Regions from separate parts of the Rattus norvegicus genome. Here region 2 is linked to region 1. The links are chromatin contacts, called in public Hi-C maps. All regions are on one chromosome and are shown on one strand. The core of a region is the stretch at or near the end of the contact, and the rest is flanking DNA. Distances in the headings are between cores, read along the strand shown. Region 1 overlaps Fndc3a (fibronectin type III domain containing 3a). Region 2 has its middle 55 kb from the start of Chchd2l2-ps5.

What was found. A called contact is a pair of places that touch in the nucleus more often than the background predicts.
Region 2: a Hi-C map of liver shows a contact between it and region 1, with 2.4 times the contacts expected there. The contact joins two enhancer-like sites. A contact is called at or near these places in 3 of 12 Hi-C or Micro-C datasets (kidney, liver and mammary epithelial cells).

Annotation. Positions count from the first base shown.
Region 1 is chr15:54,162,724-54,167,837 of GRCr8, forward strand. It overlaps Fndc3a (fibronectin type III domain containing 3a), which reads right to left. Exons shown (of 26, transcript NM_001412039.1): 4 at 2,411-2,487. Among named protein-coding and RNA genes, the nearest start is that of Fndc3a, 110 kb to the right of the region's middle. Within about 2 kb of position 2,863, at least 1 of the 93 cell types and tissues checked has an H3K27ac peak or open chromatin away from gene starts, as enhancers often do. A contact at or near this core is called in liver, where this site is marked.
Region 2 is chr15:54,354,036-54,359,149 of GRCr8, forward strand. No RefSeq gene overlaps it. Among named protein-coding and RNA genes, the nearest start is that of Chchd2l2-ps5, 55 kb to the left of the region's middle. Within about 2 kb of position 3,211, at least 10 of the 93 cell types and tissues checked have an H3K27ac peak or open chromatin away from gene starts, as enhancers often do. A contact at or near this core is called in liver, where this site is marked.

The DNA of each region.
Region 1 (5,114 bases), core at 1,613-4,112:
AATATAAAATTAACTAAAAGGGAGCTCCTATCTCCTTAGTTTCTCCCTGTCTAGGAAGTTAGCACCTCAATCTAGAGATGATGGGCTGACTTCTAAGTATTTACTCCATTAGCTGTTTGGCATTGAGGGTAGAGTGACTGGAGTCCCTAAGTAAGTTGGGTAACCTTGGCCTCACTCTCTCTTTGTATTCAGTTCTACTAGACTCGCACTGCTCCTCGGCATGGGATAGACCTCCAGCTTAGGTCATCTGCAATGGCCGTTTCTGTTCTAGAATCAGTTTGCAGCCCATAAAGGCAAGGCGAATGCCTACCTTTCTGTAGACTCTGCTTACCACCTTCCCCATGGCTTGCTCTGCCACACTGTAATGGAGCACTGCCCAACTCAGCTCTAGTCGCTTCTGCTTTTCCTCTACTGTAACAGACCCATCTGTCCACTGATTATCATTTTTGTTTGCTTCTTCCTAAAAAAAACCAACTTTGTAATCTTTAGAGGGAGGCAGAGTCTTGTCTCTCTCATTCTCAAGGATGACTGATGCATCCCACTACACATCTGTGGAGCACTGCTGTGTATAAGAACTGGTAAACATTATCTTCCTCAGGAAGAAAATTAATCAACAGACTGATAAACACAGCTATATCAATAAAGGTGACTAAGGGCCTGAAAACTCTGCTTCTACATTCATGATAGACTGAAATGAGAAGGTTGAGAGTTGTCATAAAAACAGAAAGTGTTGTAAGACAACAGAATAGGACTGGCACAGGGATTCATTCCTCGAATTCCAGTACTAGGAAGCAGAGTCAAGAGGATCATGAACTTAAGGCCAGTCTAGCTACATAGTGAGAACCTATCAAAGGATAAGCCAAAACAAGCCCCAAATAAACAACCACTACCACAAACTAAATTCAAACCACCAACACCTCTACAAGAATACCCTATAACTGGAATAATGGTCCCACTCATCCTTATGTGAACAGCATGGAACACAGTTTGGCAATGATAATACTCAGTAAATGTTTGAACTGAATTATGCTTGAGAGCGGTTTCCATATAAATGAACAAAGTTCTGAGGAAGAGCAACAGAGCAGAAGAAATAATAGACATGATGCCAACAAAATCTGGAGTAAATCACATTAATGCTTTCCTACGTTTCAAGGTCAGGGATCAGGCACAGGTCTGGAATACGGCAGTGAGCAAGTCAGGTAAACCTGTATGTAGAATGGGAGCTACAGTAAATGAAGGGCTCAATGTGCTTAAGTAGTGTCAGTGACCAGAGCCTACTCTACAAAGATTACAGGGTATTTAAATACACAGCCTCGTGTCTTCATCACATCACAAGGAGGGTACACGGAGTCAAGGAAGTTGATATGCCCAAAACCCAACAACCAGCAAAGGTTTGAGATAAAAGATCCAGGTTTCCTGACTATTTCAGGCAATGTCTATCCTCCATACTAATTTCTTCTGTCATAGAGGTATGTTTCATAATCTAAACAAGAATCTACCACAATAGCCTACCAATATTCTGCTATCCTCAGGGAGAAAGACATGGTCTGAAGAGTACCTAAATGCAGATTTGCTCTCTAGCAGAGAATGTAAGTGTCCCTAACAGGAAATTGCTGCAGCCAGCACTGAACAGAAGGAATTGCAGTAGTGGACAACGCTAACGTCTCAGTTCTACCATTTAATTCCATTTGCCTGTATTTCCAACCGAGCTACACTTAATTCTTTAGATTGGCAATTCACATGAGGTTAGGAGACAGAGGGCACTGAGCTCAGTCTCAGGGCTGTAGGGAATGGCTACAGTGAGGACAGCAATGATATCCCCCAGTCCTCAGGGTTGCAGAAGGGCTTCAGGGTGGATTACAGTCGTCTCCTCAGTCTCAGGCCTGCAGGCTTAAGTGCTCTTCTCTGGGAGGCAGGTATAGTGTCACACACATGCCATCCACACTCTCAGGAGGCAGGAGGACTGTAAGTCTGAGGTCAGCCTGGGCTATAAGGAGACATGGAAACAAATCCTATTTGCCACACTGTGTCCACATGATTACTGGAGTACCTGAAGGTCTTCTCTCCTGCCTTACTTAAGTCAATCATCTAAAGAGCTATGTGTAGGCAACTTAGCTATACAATGTGCATATTCAAAGAGATAAGACACTAAAACCTCTCTTGGAGTTTAGTGCCCAAAGGTAACTCTGAGTGCTGAATAGTACCAATGTATTCTTCCCTCCTTTCCAAATATAGTAAATATTTGAAATGGACTTATAGAAGATACTGCTTTGGAGAATATCCAGATCTTTAACAGCATATTTTCACCAGAATCAATGTCAAGGAGAGTAACATTATCTACCTGTTTATCTACATACACACATATCTACATCTATACATACATATAAAGAAATACACACAAAAAGCATACCTGTGGGGCATATCCAGGAGGCACATAAATAGGAGGCACGGAACCATTTGGGGACATCATTGGAACCTGAGCAGGACCTGAATGGGTTACAGAAATGATGCAATAATCCATCAGCGCTTAGCAAGGTGAGGCGGACAACAGCATGACTATTTCACCTAAGCTAAACATGAAGCCAACAGTGGCTGTGATTTTATTCCATGGAAAGAATGAAGATTACCGAGTTTTTATATACCATTACTCTATGTTTTATGTAAAATTTAATATGTTATATATGATAACATAAGTTTTTATGTAACATTTACTTTATGAAGAGTATGCATTATCGTTAAGTACATCTACATTTCCCACACTTGCTCAGTTCTTATACTTATGAGTAACATGTAAAACCTTAAAACTAGTCAGTTTACAATCTCCAATCATTCACTGTACAAATACCCCATGTGACTCCAATGATTGTGCAAGTAGGAAAATCAAACTGAACTTTGTATTTAAAAACAACCAGGGGCTGGGGATTTAGCTCAGTGGTAGAGCGCTTACCTAGGAAGCGCAAGGCCCTGGGTTCGGTCCCCAGCTCCGAAAAAAAAGAACCAAAAAAAAAAAAAAAAAAAAAACAACCAATTAGAAATGGAGAAGGACCCCCCCACATACACAAAGGCAGAAGGGGGAGTAGTGAGGAGGAACAGTAAGGTCTTTGAAGAGTTCTGTAAGGGTAAGGACTTGTGCAGTGTAGAGTGGTCCTGTCCTTGCAGCTAAGAACACTTGAAGGAATGTACAGGGACATTGTAAACAATGTGAGCTTCACTTGCACTCTGTCTTCTACTTTTATGGTGTCACCTTTCCATATAACCTTTATAAATGTGATCTTATTCTCTCTTCACCTTTCTGAGAATAAGTATTCTTGGAAGTTTTATCCTTTCTAAAACAAAAACCTCACTTGCTATAAATAACTTTTTAGAAAAATACCTCTTTTGGATCTTTTCTCCCAATAACTTTAAACTGCAGTATTCCATATGCTCCAGTTTTTAATCTGTTGAAAGAAATCTTTTATATATATTATTATCTTTTCTAAGAAGAAAGTGTATCAGATCTGGTAAAAAAAAAGAGCCAGGGGGTAGGGGGAGGTGATCTCTTTTACATGTAGAAAATCTGCTTTTGAGGTGAATGGTACTACTGGTTAGGGCCACGTGACTGAAAAGCAAGCAGGTCCCAGCAAATCCAGATTGCAGTCTTTTTAGGGAGGGGTGAGGGGAAGTCAGAACAACCTGGCGTGATAGGGGGCTAGGAAGAAAGAGAAAGGGAAATGTTAAGATAGTGGGCTTTGAGAAGAAAAGTACTAAATCATGTCATAAGGGGAACTGAAGAGAAATGGGAGGGAGAAGTGAAAGAGAAGAAAGACAAGAGAGAAGCAGGAAGGGAGGAAACATTAAATGGAGAAAAGGGGGGAAAATAGAGTGAGGAAAAAGAACGAGAAGGAGAGCAGGGCTGAAGTAGTTACTAGAAAGCAAGCAGAGGGAGTGCAGACTTCTGCAGTATACTGAGTTACCTACACAAGTGTTAGCAACACTCTTGTCCAAAAGAAACCTGGAAAATTCGGGGAGTTGGAGTGCTCAGGCCTGGCCAGCAAGTGTTCTCTAGCTAAGTAACAGCACAGCACCAAAGCAAATTATTTTATGTGAGTGCTTTGTCTTCATATGTGCTTGTCCTGTGTCTCGTGCTTGTGAAGGTTGGAAGAGAGTGCTGGATCCCCTGGAACTGCAGTTATCTATGTCAGTGCTAAAAGCTGAACCCAGGTCCTCTGTAAGAGCAACAAGTACTTTTTAATTCTGATTCACTCTCCACCCCCCTCTAAGTATTATCTTAATCATAAGTCATGAACACTAATACTATAAGCCATGTTTTTAACATTTTTCTCTTCATAATCATTTAAACAACTATATTTAATATTACCCATTATCCAGACAGAAATGAGGCAGAGGGAACTTAAGTTTGCCCAAGTGGTACAGCAGGAATTTAAAAAGCCAACAGTTTAATTTTTCAGGATATACATCACATGAACATTGAAATGCTACTCACGGTCAGTAACTGCTACTAGTCATTAGGTCTTGCCTCTAAGGAAATTAAGGCTACCTTTGTTTTTATTTCCTTGGAAAGCATAACAGCAGAAACACAATTCTAAATTTAAGTAAACATTACCTATGAGTTTGCTAAGTAGCACTCGTGAGAGCCTCTTTAAAATCTCTACACAGAAAGGCTTCATTTCTGCTCTCTGGAGAAAGGGGAATAATTGTACACTAATAGTCATTTTTATTCATTAACTAATTCATATAAGCCAGTAAATCAGCCTTCTAAATTGTAAGATTTGACTTAGATATTAAATGACCGAGAACCAGAGATTTTGTTGACAATTGTATTTGTTTACTTAATAGAAAAAATAATGTTTACCGAGCTCTGACTATGAACTAAGCTCAGACTGCAGACTCTTTGCACCCACTGCAAAGTTTAATAAATAAAGTCATTGATGTCAGGGATTGATGAAGATGATGTGGAAATGAAAGAATGCAGACAGGCATCTTCAAAAGCAGAACTGTTCTTTAATGAAAACAACTGAACCGGTGTTTTGTTTCTCTGTGATATTAGAGCAGTAACTTCTAGGTGAGGCAGCCACAGCTCCTATCTCAGCCTCCACAATGCTAGGATTGCCACT
Region 2 (5,114 bases), core at 1,961-4,460, 190 kb after region 1:
AGAATAGCTGATCCCCAGACAGCATCATAAAAGGCCTAAGCTGAGGGACAGTCTACAAAACACCTATATACAACAAAATATAACCATATCTACTTTCCATATCTGTCCTTCATCTTCCCCTATACTCCTCTAACATCTCCTCTCCCCAACTTTGTCCTGTTTTTGAGAACTCATTAAATCCAATACTGCTCATATGTCCATGGGTAAGGATTCCATCCTCTGGAGAATCACTAAGAACCCACCCCCTAACCTAGGCTTAGGGAGCCTCTCCAAAGAGGAGAATGTAAGAGCAGAGAGTAGGGAGGAAAGCAGTGAATGCTGTCATCTGGACATGACCATAGCTTTAACTATGCAGCTTTATAATTTGTTTGTTTTGTTGGTTGGTTGTTTCTCTTGGCTACTTCATGAGTTCTTCTTGGATTCTTTTTGTTTTTTTAATCTGTCTCCCACCAATGTCTTCTGCAGCTTAGCTCAGTTTCTCTTGGGTCAACTGTCATCTCTTTTTAGTCTGTTAGCCCAATCCACTTTCAATTGTCTCTTTAACTCTGCTCCATCTCTCTTCTCATCTCCCCTTCCCTCCCCTCTTCTCTCCTCTCCTCTCCTCTCCTCTCCACTCTTCTCCTCTCCTCTCCTCTCCTCTCCTCTCTTCTCCTCTCTTCTCTTCTTCTCTAGCCCTTTCAATCTTTCTTCCTGAATCAACAGTCTTCTCTAACCCCACTTTTCTGTCTCCTGGAACCTACTTATGTCTACTCTACTCCCCAGTCCTACAATTTTCTCCCTTACTACTCTCTCTCTCTCTCCTCTACTTCTCTCAGCCTCTGCTGGCTTTTTATATCCTCTTCTGCTCCTGGAAATTCAAGAGCTAACTGGCCCTGTAGAGCATAGGACCATTTAAAGGGCCAGGCACATAAAACATTTCATACTACATATGACATGGCTATTAGACTCAGAAACTCACAGTGTGTGCAGCTACCTCCATAGAATCAAGATAGCCCAAATTCCAGATGAGCAAGGAAAGTGTTCTCCAGGCCTCGCCCCTTACCAAATAGCTACTGGCACTTGATAGAGGGAGGGAGAATTATTTTTCTCCTAATTGTTCCATGCAGCACTTTTGCAACTTTTTTTTTTTGGTTTACAACTTGTCATCTGGTTCCAGAACAAAAAGAAAATAACGAACTCTTTTTCAGAAGTACCTTTTCACCTTTAAATTAATGCAATGAAATGACAGAAATCACATAGATTAAACCTGACACTAAATCAAACATGCATTAGGTATTAATTCATAATTTACTAAATTACTACTATAGTATTGGGGCCCAATTCAATAAAAATGTGAGTGAATGGATTGGGAATTTAATGATACATTATAACTTTAAATATGTAGAAAAATAATTTTCAACTCATACAATTTTGGTTTTATGGCGATTTCTCAAAAACAACAACCATCTGACGTAAGAACAGCCATACTTTAGATATATTTGTCAGAGAAACTGAACAAATTCATAGAACCTGGTTTCTTGGGGAGGTTTTTAACATCTTGGTTTTCTTTTTTCCTAAATTGTAAGTAATCATCAATTAATGGATAAACTTAATTGCAGCTAATATATAGGAAGAATGTTGAGGAGTTTGGCATATATTGTCATTCAAGAATGCCTTAATTAAAAAATAATAGAAAAGAAAGACATGACCTAATTCAGTTCTGGATTCTGAGAACAGCTTTCAATCCCGAAGTCTCAGAAGCAGCAGGGACAGACTCTGGGAAAACTGATTACCTGAAAGGAGACTTTTGTTCACTGAAAAGCCTGCATTACAGAACCACGGAAGACATGAAAATACGCACAACTCTCCAAAAGGAAATGAAGTCAGGTGCAGACTCAATACCTGTCCAATTTGGATGATGGATGTAGTCCTGCCTCCCATAATACAGAATATGACATACTGGTTTTGGAAGTGCAGGGTATTGGGGATAGGAATAGAAATGGCAAGATTTGCTGTGATGATCTGTACAGCTCCACTGCAAACACTTGGGTGAATAGATGGTTTTTTTCTATGGTTAATATTCTTTGAGAACAGACTTGAGATGAATGGGGGCCAATGCTTTACACACAACATGCTTTGTGCTAGAGTCTAGGCTACATGTGTTCTACATGAACTCATAGAATTCTCAGAAGCCACCGTACAGGTAGGTAGTCGCTAGTCTTAATCTCTACTTTCTAAATGTGGAAAGTGAGGTGCAGAGGTAGCCCAACTTGCTCAAGTGGCTAGCAAGTGGCTGAGTCAGGGTCCAGACTTCAGCAGCCTGGCTCCAGGGCTTGGCATTCAGCTTCTATACTTCATCCAATGCCATTTAGGATTGATTCTTTATTGTATTATGTTCACTCTTACCTTCTGCCTACAAAGCATCAATTTTCTATTGGCTTTGGGTATGTTGTAGCTGCAATGAATGTCTTAGAAGCACTTTCTGTACATGGAACACAATTCTCCTATATGAATGTGAGTCTTAGAGGTTCTGTTCTGCAAACCGGGGTTATGTATCAGTCTCTTAGAAGATAGCTAGTAACTAGTCAAGTAGAGTCAGGGTGTCCAATAGCTAGTAACCAGCCAGGGTAAGTCAGTGTCTAGAAGTCGATGAAGCCATGCTTCTGTTCCTGAACACTGTGCTGTAAACGAACTCTGAAGGGCTGTTATTTTCCTCTCAGCTCTCTTTTCCCTTTCTTCCATTTCATGGAGTTTTAGTGAACACAGGACCACCCTGTTTGCATGTCATTTCCCAGATGCCTTTGAAGCTAGCTTTAGTTAGGCAATTAAGCTCCAACCGAAGGAATGCGAGCGGGAGGAAATGTCGCAATTTCTACCAAGAAGCTTGCTCAGTGCAGACGTCTCCTCTTCCTGTTAGGTGAACAGTGGAGGAGCTGTCACACTGACCCAGACCTGCCGGACTGCAAAGTCACATTGCTTTGGTTCTGGAGATGAGTCAGAGCTCTTAAAGAACGACTACTCTTGCCCATCACATTGGAAGTGTCTTGGTGACAAGAATATGTCCTGGCTAGGGGGTTGCTTTGTTGTTTGTTTACCTGGCAATAGCAGCTTAAGTTCTACCACAATATCAAATGACTGGATTTTCCGAGTAATCACCTGAGCTCATAGTCCGGGAGCTGAGCATTCTGAGAACTGCCACCTGGCAGTGTTCAAGGTTTGCTGGTTAATGAACAGATATACTGCTGTTCAGCAACCTGTGCTTTTCCCATGTTATTAAAGTGATGATGACTGCACAGTGTTTAAAGAAGCACAAGGAAATATGGTTATGATTTTTCTTTTTTTTTAGTACTGGGAATCAAACCCAGGGCCTGTGCCTTCTAGCCAAACACTCTATCATTATACTATACCCAGGCTCTCATTATATTTTTAAGTGGAAAAAAATTTACAAAATAGTGAGCTCTATCTTTTTTTTGCATTATTTTAATTGGATATTTTCTTTATTTACATTTCAAATGTTATCCCCCTTCCTGGTTTCCTCTCCAGAAACCCCCAATCCCATCTCTCTACTCCCTGCTTCTATGAGGGTGCTCCCCTACCCACAAACCCACTCTTGCCTCCCCTCTCTGGCATTTCCCTACACTGGCACACTGAGCCTTTAAAGGACCAAGGGCTTCTCCTCCCACTGGTAGTCAACAAGGCCATCCTTTGCTACATATGTGGCTAGAGCCATGGGTCTCTCCGTGTGTCCTCTTTGACTGGTGGTTTAAGTCCCTGGGAGTTCTGTGGTGTCTGGTTGGCTGGTATTCTTGTTCTTCCTATGGGGTCCTTTGGTCCTTTCTCTAACACCTCCACTGGGGATTATAATGGTAGATCCATTTAAAGTGAGTTGATAAAGTGGAAGGTGTTTCTCTCTATTTTATGTTTTGTTTCTTTTCACTTATCTGCATTTACACTTTTTTATGATTCTTTTTTATTAAACTTTAATAAGATGAACTAAAAGTAAAGCATATGTGCAGACAAAACAGCCACTCTTATAAATAAGGCTCCAAACTGTAGTTCTCAGGCAGCTGTAGGCTTTGTTCTCACTTGAGTAACAGCAGACAGATGTAGGTTCAGGCTGGTTGGTCATGACTCTCCCCCATATAATCTTTCTGGGTCCCAGCTGACTGAGGCTCTGCCCTATTGAACAAGTAAATCCCATGGTATCATAGACACCTTCAGTCCCCTCACCCAGAATGCAGGAAGATCCAGCAGCACACACTATACTCACTCTGCAGTGGTAAGATCAAGCCTGCCACAGGGAATAGCACCACGTGATTTGCTCGTGAGGTAATATCCCTGATCCCAGCTCTTCATTCAGGTTAAATAAATGATTGGGGTAATTTGGTTTTATTTTTAATTCTTTGGATATATTTTGTTTCAACTTAGTGCTGTTTGAAGATATTCCTTTTTTTTTTTAAATCTTTCCTAAAGAGAAAGGAAGAAAAATTTCTTCTCTTTCCCAAACTTGAGGACATAGCTTGTTATTTTTCAGCGTTGTAACAATCCCATCGATTGGCTTTGTTATTCTGCTCATTTCTGAGCTAGTGACACCTCTTACTTATAGGTCAGGAACGGAGCTGACATTCAGTCCTGTCTCTAGGGTGAAGCTAATGAATTGTAAGATTGGTTCATAGTGAGCAAATTAGTTTTGAAACCAGGGAATTCACAGGTTTGGTATTTTCTTTCTTTGACTCACAGATTGCTGCCTGTGGACCCCTGCTGTTTGTCCTTTGGTTTTTATAGACATAAGCTCTTTGCTTCCCTTTCTTTCCCTTCTTCATTTGAATTCTTTTTGGTAGGTAAATGAGCAGCTTCTAAAGACTGTCTGAAGAATCATGCAAAGCTTATTTCTTCTTGCAATGAATGCTTTTGGTCAAGGACACATTAAACCAATGTTCCCTCTCAACCGATGGGAAATACTCCCAGTTAGCTTTTGTGTTGCTTGTCTTCTGACTATCTGCCCAGGAAGCAGAGGGAGGGGTGTGAGTAAGAGCCTTGAAGTTCTGAGTCAGAATTGGAAAGTACTGATAGGTGAATGAGTAGGAAGCTGTGGGGCTCAGGTTAGGAGAAAGGATAATGGACAATGTTTTCAA